Regions from separate parts of the Macaca mulatta genome. Here region 1 is linked to region 2. A link is a contact called in public Hi-C data. All regions are on one chromosome and are shown on one strand. The core of a region is the stretch at or near the end of the contact, and the rest is flanking DNA. Distances in the headings are between cores, read along the strand shown.

The links. Hi-C and Micro-C count contacts between places; a contact is called where the count stands out from the background.
Region 1: a contact with region 2 is called in a Hi-C map of fetal cortex germinal zone, with 5 times the contacts expected there. The contact joins the promoter of ARK2N here to the promoter of LOXHD1 in region 2. A contact is called at or near these places in 4 of 14 Hi-C or Micro-C datasets (cortical neurons, fetal cortex germinal zone, fetal cortical plate and 1 more).

Annotation. Positions count from the first base shown.
Region 1 is chr18:46,241,373-46,245,783 of T2T-MMU8v2.0, forward strand. ARK2N (arkadia (RNF111) N-terminal like PKA signaling regulator 2N) reads right to left here and starts at 2,009. Exons shown (of 4, transcript XM_077975538.1): 1 at 1,732-2,009.
Region 2 is chr18:45,748,214-45,753,135 of T2T-MMU8v2.0, forward strand. It overlaps LOXHD1 (lipoxygenase homology PLAT domains 1), which reads left to right and starts at 3,267. Exons shown (of 41, transcript XM_015121870.3): 1 at 3,267-3,577. The coding sequence starts at 3,448.

The DNA of each region.
Region 1 (4,411 bases), core at 759-3,258, 490 kb after region 2:
TTCCATCCTTAAAATATCCCAAGAGAAGAAAGGGAGTGATTCAAACTGTTAGCATGTACCCAATACTACACAATAATAGCCTAAGCAAAATTGGTAGATGTATTTGTAATTAAGAAGTCCAACCTTGACGAAGTATTATCAGTGGGATTTTAATTTTACTGGGTGGGAGGATTCAAAAAGCAAAAGGTCAGGCAAAAAACGAAAAACCCATCCAAGCCGAAACTGCTCAAGGATCTATCTGGGAGGGCTCCTACCGATGTTCTCTACTTCAACCTGCGAACATCAATTTTGTGATGGGGGCTGCCGGGGACGGAGTGGGGCGGGGGGGTAGGCGGACAATTTAAAAGTGAGAATGAATGGCTTGCGTAAAGGCGACAGTCTTTAAGCCGGGTTCGTCAGTGTACATCCTCACCGGTTTTGAAATAAAGTTGACGAACTCCCCAGAAGCGGTCAATTTTGGAGACTGACACATCTCTCCCATTGACCGGAGGCGCCTGCCGACCGAAGGTAGTGGAAACGCCGAGAGGCAGGCGGCGCCAAGCCTAAGAAAGCCTTTTCTCCCTCCTCCAAGGCCACTGCGGCCGCAGCCCTGGAGCTCTCCACTGCAGGGGCAGGTATCGGCGCCAGACCCCCGGCTCGCGGAGCTGGCGGAGTTGCCGCCACTGCTTCCCAGGCGGGCCTAGGAGCCAGAAAGTTGCGTGAAGACAACTCCAAGGCCGTGAAGCCGCTTCCCCCCGCAGCCCGGGGACTGCGGCACCTCCAGCCTTCTCCTTAGTACCCCACGGAAAAGGACTTGCCTCGACCCGGCCCCAGCGTCTGGGGGCTTGGGGTGCCGTAGCCAACTCCGCCGGGCCGGGAGGACGCTAGGGTCACCAGCGGCTGACGAGCAAGGAGGTTGGAGCGGTGCGATGCCCCCACGTCAGACGCCAGTCCAGGCTGCGAGTTCCCGGCGCCCACCAGCCGGGCCCGCCAGGATCCCAGCGTCCGGACGCCGCAGAGCCCTCACCGCGGCCCGCAGCCCTCCGACTTGCCCCGACCTATCCCTGGGACGCAGCCCGGGCTCCGCAACTCGACCAGTAGCCAGGCCGCGGCCCTGCGCCCCTTCCCGCCTCACCTGCGCTCCGCTGCGACTCCGTGCCTCCTCGCTCGCTCCGCGCGCGCCCCGTCGGGGCACGCACCGACCCCCCGGCTGGGACTCTCCCCGCTGCGGTGACTCAGGACGCGACGGCCACCGCCGCCTTCTCCTCCTCGGAACAAGCGCCGGCGGCGAGCAGAGGGTCGCGGTCAGAGCCCCTGCCGGGACCAAAGTGAACCTCGCCGCCTCCGCAGCCTCTACCACCAAGTCCCTTCAGTCGTCCGCGCCGCCCCCAAGAAAATGTCACCAGAGGCCGTTCCGCTCGGCGCCTCACTTCCGCCCGGAAACACAGAGCCTGCGTCGGCCGGCTAGAGAGGCTGCTGCGCCGGGGACCTCTGGAGACTGGCGCCCGAGGCCCGAGAAAAGCCAGACAGCGCCATCTGGCGCGATGGAACCCGCGCTCCTCCCGCTGCAGACCGCGGGGCGTGAAAGCGCCAGCTCCCCGGGCTTCTTTCCCGCGCTCCCTCCTTCTGTTGAGACCGTCTCCTTCCAGAAATGTCTTTCCCGGGGTGTGTGAAAGCCACTCAATGCAAGACAAGGACAATGCCTTCAACAAAGGACAGCGCTCCCTTTTCTGTGCGCTGCTCAGTACTCACCCCCTCCTGAAGCCCTTCCGAAAGCAGCTCGCGGTGTCTGAATCTTTGAGTCGCTCCAGCCTCCGGAGGGCCCGCGCCCTTCTCTCCCCGCTTTTTCGCGGATGCGGACAGCTGGGCTCGCGGAGACTCAGCCGGGCTCGGGGAGACTAGGCTGAGGTCTTCTTGGGCAGCGGCACCAACATCTGCTCAAGTTTCTGCCGGGGCACCTTGCAGGCCTTGCAGATCGACCGCCACCTGCTGGTGGGACGGGGCCCGCAGGGGAGACGCCGCTCTGCCCCGAATTCCGCCTCTGCAGTCGCCCTCCGATTTGCAGTCAGCCCTTAGGAGGGTAGGGGAAAGGAGGTGGATCGAACCCCGAGAAAGGGGAGGAGGGCGCGGGCCAACTGGCGGGTAGAGGGCTTCCCAAGGAGAAGCAGGAGATGCTGAAGACGCATCTCACGACTCAAGATCTGGCCAAGGACCCGCGCTCACCCAAAGCACTGCAGTGTTTTGAGAAGAAAAATAATAATAATAAAGCTTTCACCTTTACAGAGCTGTGCTGGAACCTCGGATGAGACCCGTCAAGAGGAGATTCTGAAAATCTTACACTACTGAGTCCGTACTCCCCTAAACATCAGTATCCCCCTTCAGACCAGGCCCATTAGTTCCCCCACTTCACTCATTTTTTCTGACTGCCTACAGGAGTGCGAGTTTTTCATCCCTAACTACAAGAATAATTATGAAAAGAAAATAACTTTTATTGAATGCCTATTACATACCAGGCACTTTGCATTTAAATGGGTTAAATTCTTTTTTTTTTTTTTTTTTTTTTTTTTTTGAGACGGAGTCTCACTCTGCCGCCCAGGCTGGAGTACAGTGGCCAGATCTCGGCTCACTGCAAGCTCTGCCTCCCGGGTTCACGCCATTCTCCTGCCTCAGCCTCCTGAGTAGCTGGGACTACAGGCGCCCGCCACCTCGCCCGGCTAGTTTTTTTTTTGTATTTTTTTAGTAGAGACGGGGTTTCACCGTGTCAGCCAGGATGGTCTCGATCTCCTGACCTCGTGATCCGCCCGTCTCGGCCTCCCAAAGTGCTGGGATTACAGGCTTGAGCCACCGCGCCCGGCCGGGTTAAATTCATTGAATCCTCTTTACAACTCATAACAACCCTATGAGTTGGATGGCATTACTAGCCCCAAGTTGCAAAGGTGGAAACTGAGGCACAGAGTGACCTGCCCAAGATGACACATCCAAGTAAGTGGCAGTGTTGGATTACAACACAGGCAGAGCTTACTTCTTAACCACAGCCACCACTGCCTCATTGAGAATCACTGAGAACGTAGTGTGTGCTAGCTAAGTAGTTTATCTGTATATGTTATTTCACTCGTTCATTCATGTATTTACTTTCTGCTACCTGAGTCCTCAAGGGATTTGAGAGGTTGTGGGGTAGTGACAAGAGCCCAGCCTCTTGCAGGAAAAAAAGAAAAGAAAAGAAAAAATCACTATTAAGATCACAACTGTCCGAAAATGAATGAGTGAATGTGGACTAATACACTGAGTTTTTAAAAGATTCCATGACAGTCTGATCTAACCAATGCTGTGGGAATACTGAAGTAGGGCCCTGACTACTGAGATACCATCTTGGGTCCTTCTCCTGTTTTTTGTTGTTATTGTTGTTTCTTTGTTTTTTGTTCTGTTTTGTTTTGTTTTTTTCTTGAGACAGAGTCTTGCTCTGTCACCCAGACTGGAGTGTAGTGGCGCGATCTTGGCTCACTGCAACCTCTGCCCCCCCAGTTCAAGCGATTCTCCTGCCTCAGCCTCCCGAGTAGCTGGGATTACAGGCGCATGCCACCACGCCCGGCTAATTTTTAATATTTTTTAGTAGAGACAGGGTTTCACCATGTTGGCCAGGCTAGTCTCGAACTCCTGACCTCAGGTTCTCCACCCGCCTCAGCCTCCCAAAGTGCTAGGATTACAAGTGTAAGCCACCACACCCAGCCCCTTCTCCTGTTTAATACCGATAAGTCAGTTTCCTGCAGCGAATGGCCTTTGCATATTTTTGGAGGCTAGGGTATTTGATATCCTAATTACTAATATGTTTATTACTACTGTATTTCCATTATTAAATGGGACAGTTACTTGCTTCTTCCTCTTCTTCTGTAGGAGCAGAAGGGACCCTACTTCTGCCTCAAAGTCTTCTGTGTATCCAATACTTAGCTCTACAAGCTCCTGAAATGCCATCTCCCCCACAAAACCAGCTCAGCCCAGACACAACCCCCATCACCACTACCCTCACTACCCACTCTATCCCGGCCTCCCGCTGTGGGTCAAGACTGCCCTGCTCACACACACGCTCCTACAAACATGTCTGCCCTTGGCCTATCTGTAGGGTTACTACTAAATCCTATTTGTCATCCTCTCAATTTCTGTCATAGCCCTAGAGTCCAGAGCCAAGCCTGTCAGAATCACTCTTCACCATCATTTTTTGCACCTGATATACCACCTAGCCTGGGGCTAAGCCTGCAGCAGGTACCTGCCAGCCGTAGTGGCCTGGACAGTAGCATCAGGGTGTGGCTGGTCTGGCTTTGACTGTAATCTGATCTATCCTGACTGAGCAGGTTACTTCTACCATTTGCCCTGTAAAATGGACATGATTTTGAGAACCACCCTACAGATGATGAAAGTAGGGGAGACGAGGGGAGGA
Region 2 (4,922 bases), core at 2,017-4,516:
CACTATCACCACCTTCCCACTACATATTTGTAATTCACTCATTCATTTACTTTCAAAGGTCACGTTCCTTTTCTGCTAGGCACTGGAGGCACACAAGACTTGCTTAGAAAAACTGAAGTCTGAGGGAAAAAATAGGCAGTTGGGATAGAGTGAATCATTGGTCTCAATACTTCACCCCTCACTGTATCCACACCCCCTCCCATGTAACTTTACAGCCCCCAAAATCGAGAGCACTTCCTTGCCTCTTGACTCTGGGCTTAGATATGTGTTGATTTGTTATCCAAAGGGTGTCAGCAGATGTGATGTAACTAAACATTGCTGCTAGTCCCAAACTCCTCGGCTCAAGCGATCCTCCTGCCTTGGCCTTCCAAAGTGCTGGGTTTACGGGTGTGAGCCACTGCACCCATCAGGCCTGTTTTCTGATCCTACAGTTTTACCTTTTAGAGAATGTTACATCAATGTAATCACACAACATGTATTTTTTCTGACCACTTTTCTGCACTTAGTATAGTGCTTTCCAGATGCATCCATGTTGTAGCATGTTTCCCTACTCCCTTCCTTCCTATTGTTGAGTATTATTGCCTGTACAGATGTACCTCAGTTTGTTTACCCACTGGCCAGGTGATGAATGCCTGAGTTTGTCCAGTTTTTGGTTATGAATAAAGCTTCTATGAACATTTACACACAGATCTTGTGTGGACATCCTTTTTCATTTCTCTTAGGTAAATACCAAGGAGTGGGATTTCTGGGTTGCATGGGTAGTATTTGCTTTGCTTTATTTTCCAAAGTGGCTGTACCATTTTACACTCCAACTAGCAGTGTGAGAGTTCTGGCTGCTCATGTCCCTATCAACTCTTGGTATTTGTGATGGTTAATTTTTGGTGTCAACAGGACTGGATTAAGGATACCTAGAGAGCTGGTAAGGCATGATTTCTGGGTGTGTCCGTGAGGGTGTTTCTAGAGGAGATTGGCATGTGAGTCAGTGAACTGAGTGGGGAACATGTGCCCTCAATGTGGGTGGGCACCATGCAATCCACTGGGGCCCCGATAGAACAAAGAGGCAAAGGAAAGGTGAATGTTTTCTCTCTCTCCTGGAGCTGGGACACCCTTCTTCTCCTGTCCTTGGGCATCAGAACTCTAGGTTCTCCAGTCTTTGGACTCTGGGACTTGCCCCAGCACCCCCTCACCACCAGATTCTCAGGTTGTGGGCCTGGGACTGAGAACTACACCATGGGTTTCCCAGGTTCCCAAGCCTTCTGACTTGGACCCACCACACTACCAGCCTTCCTACGTCTCCAGCATGCAGACTGCCTGTTGTGGGACTTCTCAGCATCCATAATCCCATGGGTTAATGCCCCTAGTAAGCCTTCTTTCATGTATCTATTGATCTGTCTACCCTAGTGGTTCTGTCACTCTGGAGAACCTTGAAATAATATAGAAATAATATGGAATTATTTCCCTGACCTCCTAGCCAGTGTGTTCCAGTACCATGGGATTCTCTAAAAATATTTTGATTTCAGCTTTTAAAATTCTAAGAAACAGCCGGGCGCAGTGGCTCATGCCTGTAATCCCAGCACTTTGCGAGGCCGAGGCCGGCAGATCACAAGTTTAGGAGTTCGAGACCAGCCTGACTAACATGGCGAAACCCTGTCTCTAGTAAAAATACAAAAATTAGCTGGGTGTGGTGGCGCGTGTTTGTAATTCCAGCTACTCAGGAGGCTGAGGCAGGAGAATCACTTGAACCCGGGAGGCAGGAGAATCACTTGAACCCGGGAGGCAGAGGTTGCAGTGAGCTGAGATCACACCGCTGCACTCCAGCCTAGGCGACAAAGCGAGACTCTGTCTCAAAAAAGAATTCTAAGAAACGTTTTGTTGTCTGTTCCCTGAATGGGTACTCGTGTAAAATGAGTTTTCTCAGTAGATTCCTAGTGATCCTTAAAGGAAGGACTCTTCCTAAAGAATCCAGGTGTGTAAACAGCAGCGGTCAAACCACGTATTGCCAGACGGGGGCGCGCGTCACCCACCATTAAACTTCACTCCTGGTCCTCAGCGGACTTTGAGTTGCCTCAAGGGCGGCCCCTCAGCTGAATAGGGAAGGAGGGGAGATTGATCTTTCCTGGGTGGGAACGTTCGGGGTTAGAGATGCCTCCCCCAGTGGAAGATTTGAATGGCTCCAAACAGCAGGGCAGGACCAAAACTGCCCCAGCCCGCCGGGTAGGCATGTGAGTGCAGACTGCTGCTCAGGCGTCCCCTCCAAGTCCTCTCCTCCTCTCCACCTGAAATTCCCCTTTAGAGTCACTACTTTGGCTTAGAGGACAAAATCACACGTGTTGCTTGTAGAGGGCTCCTGTCAGCACACCTAACATACCTGGGAAGCAATGCAGGGCCCCTCAACATAGCTGCACATGAAAGTCACCAGGAGCTTTGCAAACTGGAGCCCAGGCTGCGTCCCAAACCAAGCAAATCAGAATCTTTGGGGGTGGGACCCACGCATTAGTATTCAACACCTCTCCGGGGGATTCTGGTGTGCAGCCAGGGCTGTGCGCCCTGGGATAGGAGCTTGCTGAGACTCTCCTGTGAGTCCAGGTGAGCTGATCGAGTTCGTGAGTTCACCTGGGAAGGCATCAGCTAAGATGATGTTTAAACTTTGGTGCATATAAAGCTCACCTGGCAGGGGCAGTGGGGAGAGTTGTCTGAGTGTCTGTGAGAGGTGCCCTAGCTTTCCTCGTGCCCAGCGGCCACTTCCGGAAGCCCGCAGTCTTGAGGAGATGGAAGCAGAGAGAGAGAACGAGAAGGATCCAGTGAGAACCCCGCCTGCTCCGTAAGGCGATCAGACGTCATGAATAATGGAGAGAAACGGGGGCCTCTGAGTCCTGGGAGCCTGGCTGATTCCGGGACCCCGCCTTCCTCAGGAGGGTCCCGTGTGGGCTGTGAGGCTTGGGAGATCTCCTGGGTGAGGAGCCCTCACCTGTCCCTGGGGTGGCCTAGAGGGATCCCAGGTGGTCCCCTGGCTGTCAGGCCAGGTGGGAAGTGGACGCCAAGGGCTCCGTGTCACCTGATTCTCCATGGGGAGGAGAGGGGGCTGTGGGGAGGGGAGAGGGGAAGGAGGCCAGCCTGCCCTGAACGCCATGAATAAGTGATGAGGCCCAAGGAGAAACCCCAGGACAGGTACAGAGGAGGAGGTGGCTCACCAGAGGGTGGTGGGAGGGGACAGGCACAGGAGGTTCAGAGATAAGGCACTGAGGTTCAGCTCAGGAGCCAGAGAGGGCAGAGGGAACAGCCTCTTGGGCACGGGGAAACCAAGAAAAGGGGGTACTCTGGCCCACCCAGGCCTGAGCTACAGGAGGGCCGTGGGCGCCAGAGCCCAGGGAGGAGGTCTCAGGTTCCCGCAGGTGTGAGGAGGCGGCACAGTGAGCCCGCCAGCGCTGGGAAAAGGCAGCTGACAGAATGATGCCCCAGAAGAAAAAGCGGAGGAAGAAGGACATCGACTTCCTGGCCCTGTACGAAGCAGAGCTGCTGAACTACGCCTCAGAGGACGACGAGGGGGAGCTGGAACACGAGTACTACAAGGCCAAAGGTGCGGGGTCCCAGCCTGGGGGCGTGGGTGGTGCAGCTGGCTGCGGTGGGCGGGGGTCTGTTCCTGGCTGTGGGGGAATCATTCTAAGATTTTGGAGCAAGCCCTTTCTCACTGATTATCCCATGTGTCTATCCCACATCCCCTAGGAGTAAGAAGGCAGGCATTATGCGGGGTGGTGGGGTCCCTGTTGTACATACAGGTGGAGCTACTTGCCTTTAGCCCCCGATTCTCAGTGGAACAGAATAGACTAGAGCCGCAGTGCCCCACGGCCCCATGTTCTCCAGCTCCTGAACGTCCCCAAAGCCACGTTCCAGTCTAGTCCCCGAGAATGTGGTCTGCATCAGGCAGAGCACCCTGAACTTCCGGGGGCATGAAGGGATGTCTTGGGGAGGAAGCCTGACCCCTCATCCTACGCCCACGGTGGTTGATGGAGACGGGGAGCCTGGGACTTTGCAAGGAGATGTCCGTCCCATATGTAGAGGGCAGCCGGTGCTCTGGACCCCAGGGCCTTGTCCTTCTAGTCCCATCTTTCCCTGGGCCACACGAGATCTGCTTGAAATTGCTCTAACTCCTTGCCAGGTAAACCAAAGAAGAGGTCAACTGTGACCCTGGAGCTGGTTTTGGCCTGCAAAGTTTAAGTTGTTTTTTTCCTTTCCTGTGTTTTGAAATCTTTTTGTCTGTGAATGCCGATAGGCTGTGGACATCCAGTTTATCACAGTCTCCACCACTCCCTGTCATCTCATACTAGGTCTGGTTTACTCGTCGGTGCTGCCTGCCTGGTCTCTGAAGCCACTTAAATTCTCAGTGCTGACTCCAAAGTGGCTCGCTAGTCCCTGCAAGCACCATATTCATCCATGCATTCACTCACTCATTCATTCAACAAGTATTTATTGAATGTGTGCCCTGTGCCTGCCCATGGCCTTGTTTGTCCTCCCCTTTCTCCCTCTTCCTGTCCTCACTTTGAAAGCCCAGCTCAGATCCCATCTCTTCCATGAAGCCCTCCTTGATTCCAGTCCACCACGAGTTCCCTGATTATACCCAATTCATAATTGTTCCATTGTTTCCTGCAAAGCTGGTGTGTCTGGCTTGCAGCCACAGACACCCTAAACTCTGTGAGGGCGGGGCCTTGCTGTACTTGTCTTTAGTCCTCTTTGTTCAGCCCCTGCGCAGACCTGGGCTCAGAGGAGGTGGTCTCAGCTGGGGTCAGGAAGGCTGTGGCCCCTTTCCAGGTACAGGATCCTGGGCATCTCCAGGGATAGAAGTGGGGGCTGTAGTAGACGGAAGTGGGCCCAGGACAAAGGAAGCATTGGCCACCTTCTAACAGCATACATGCCTCAAGCTCTGA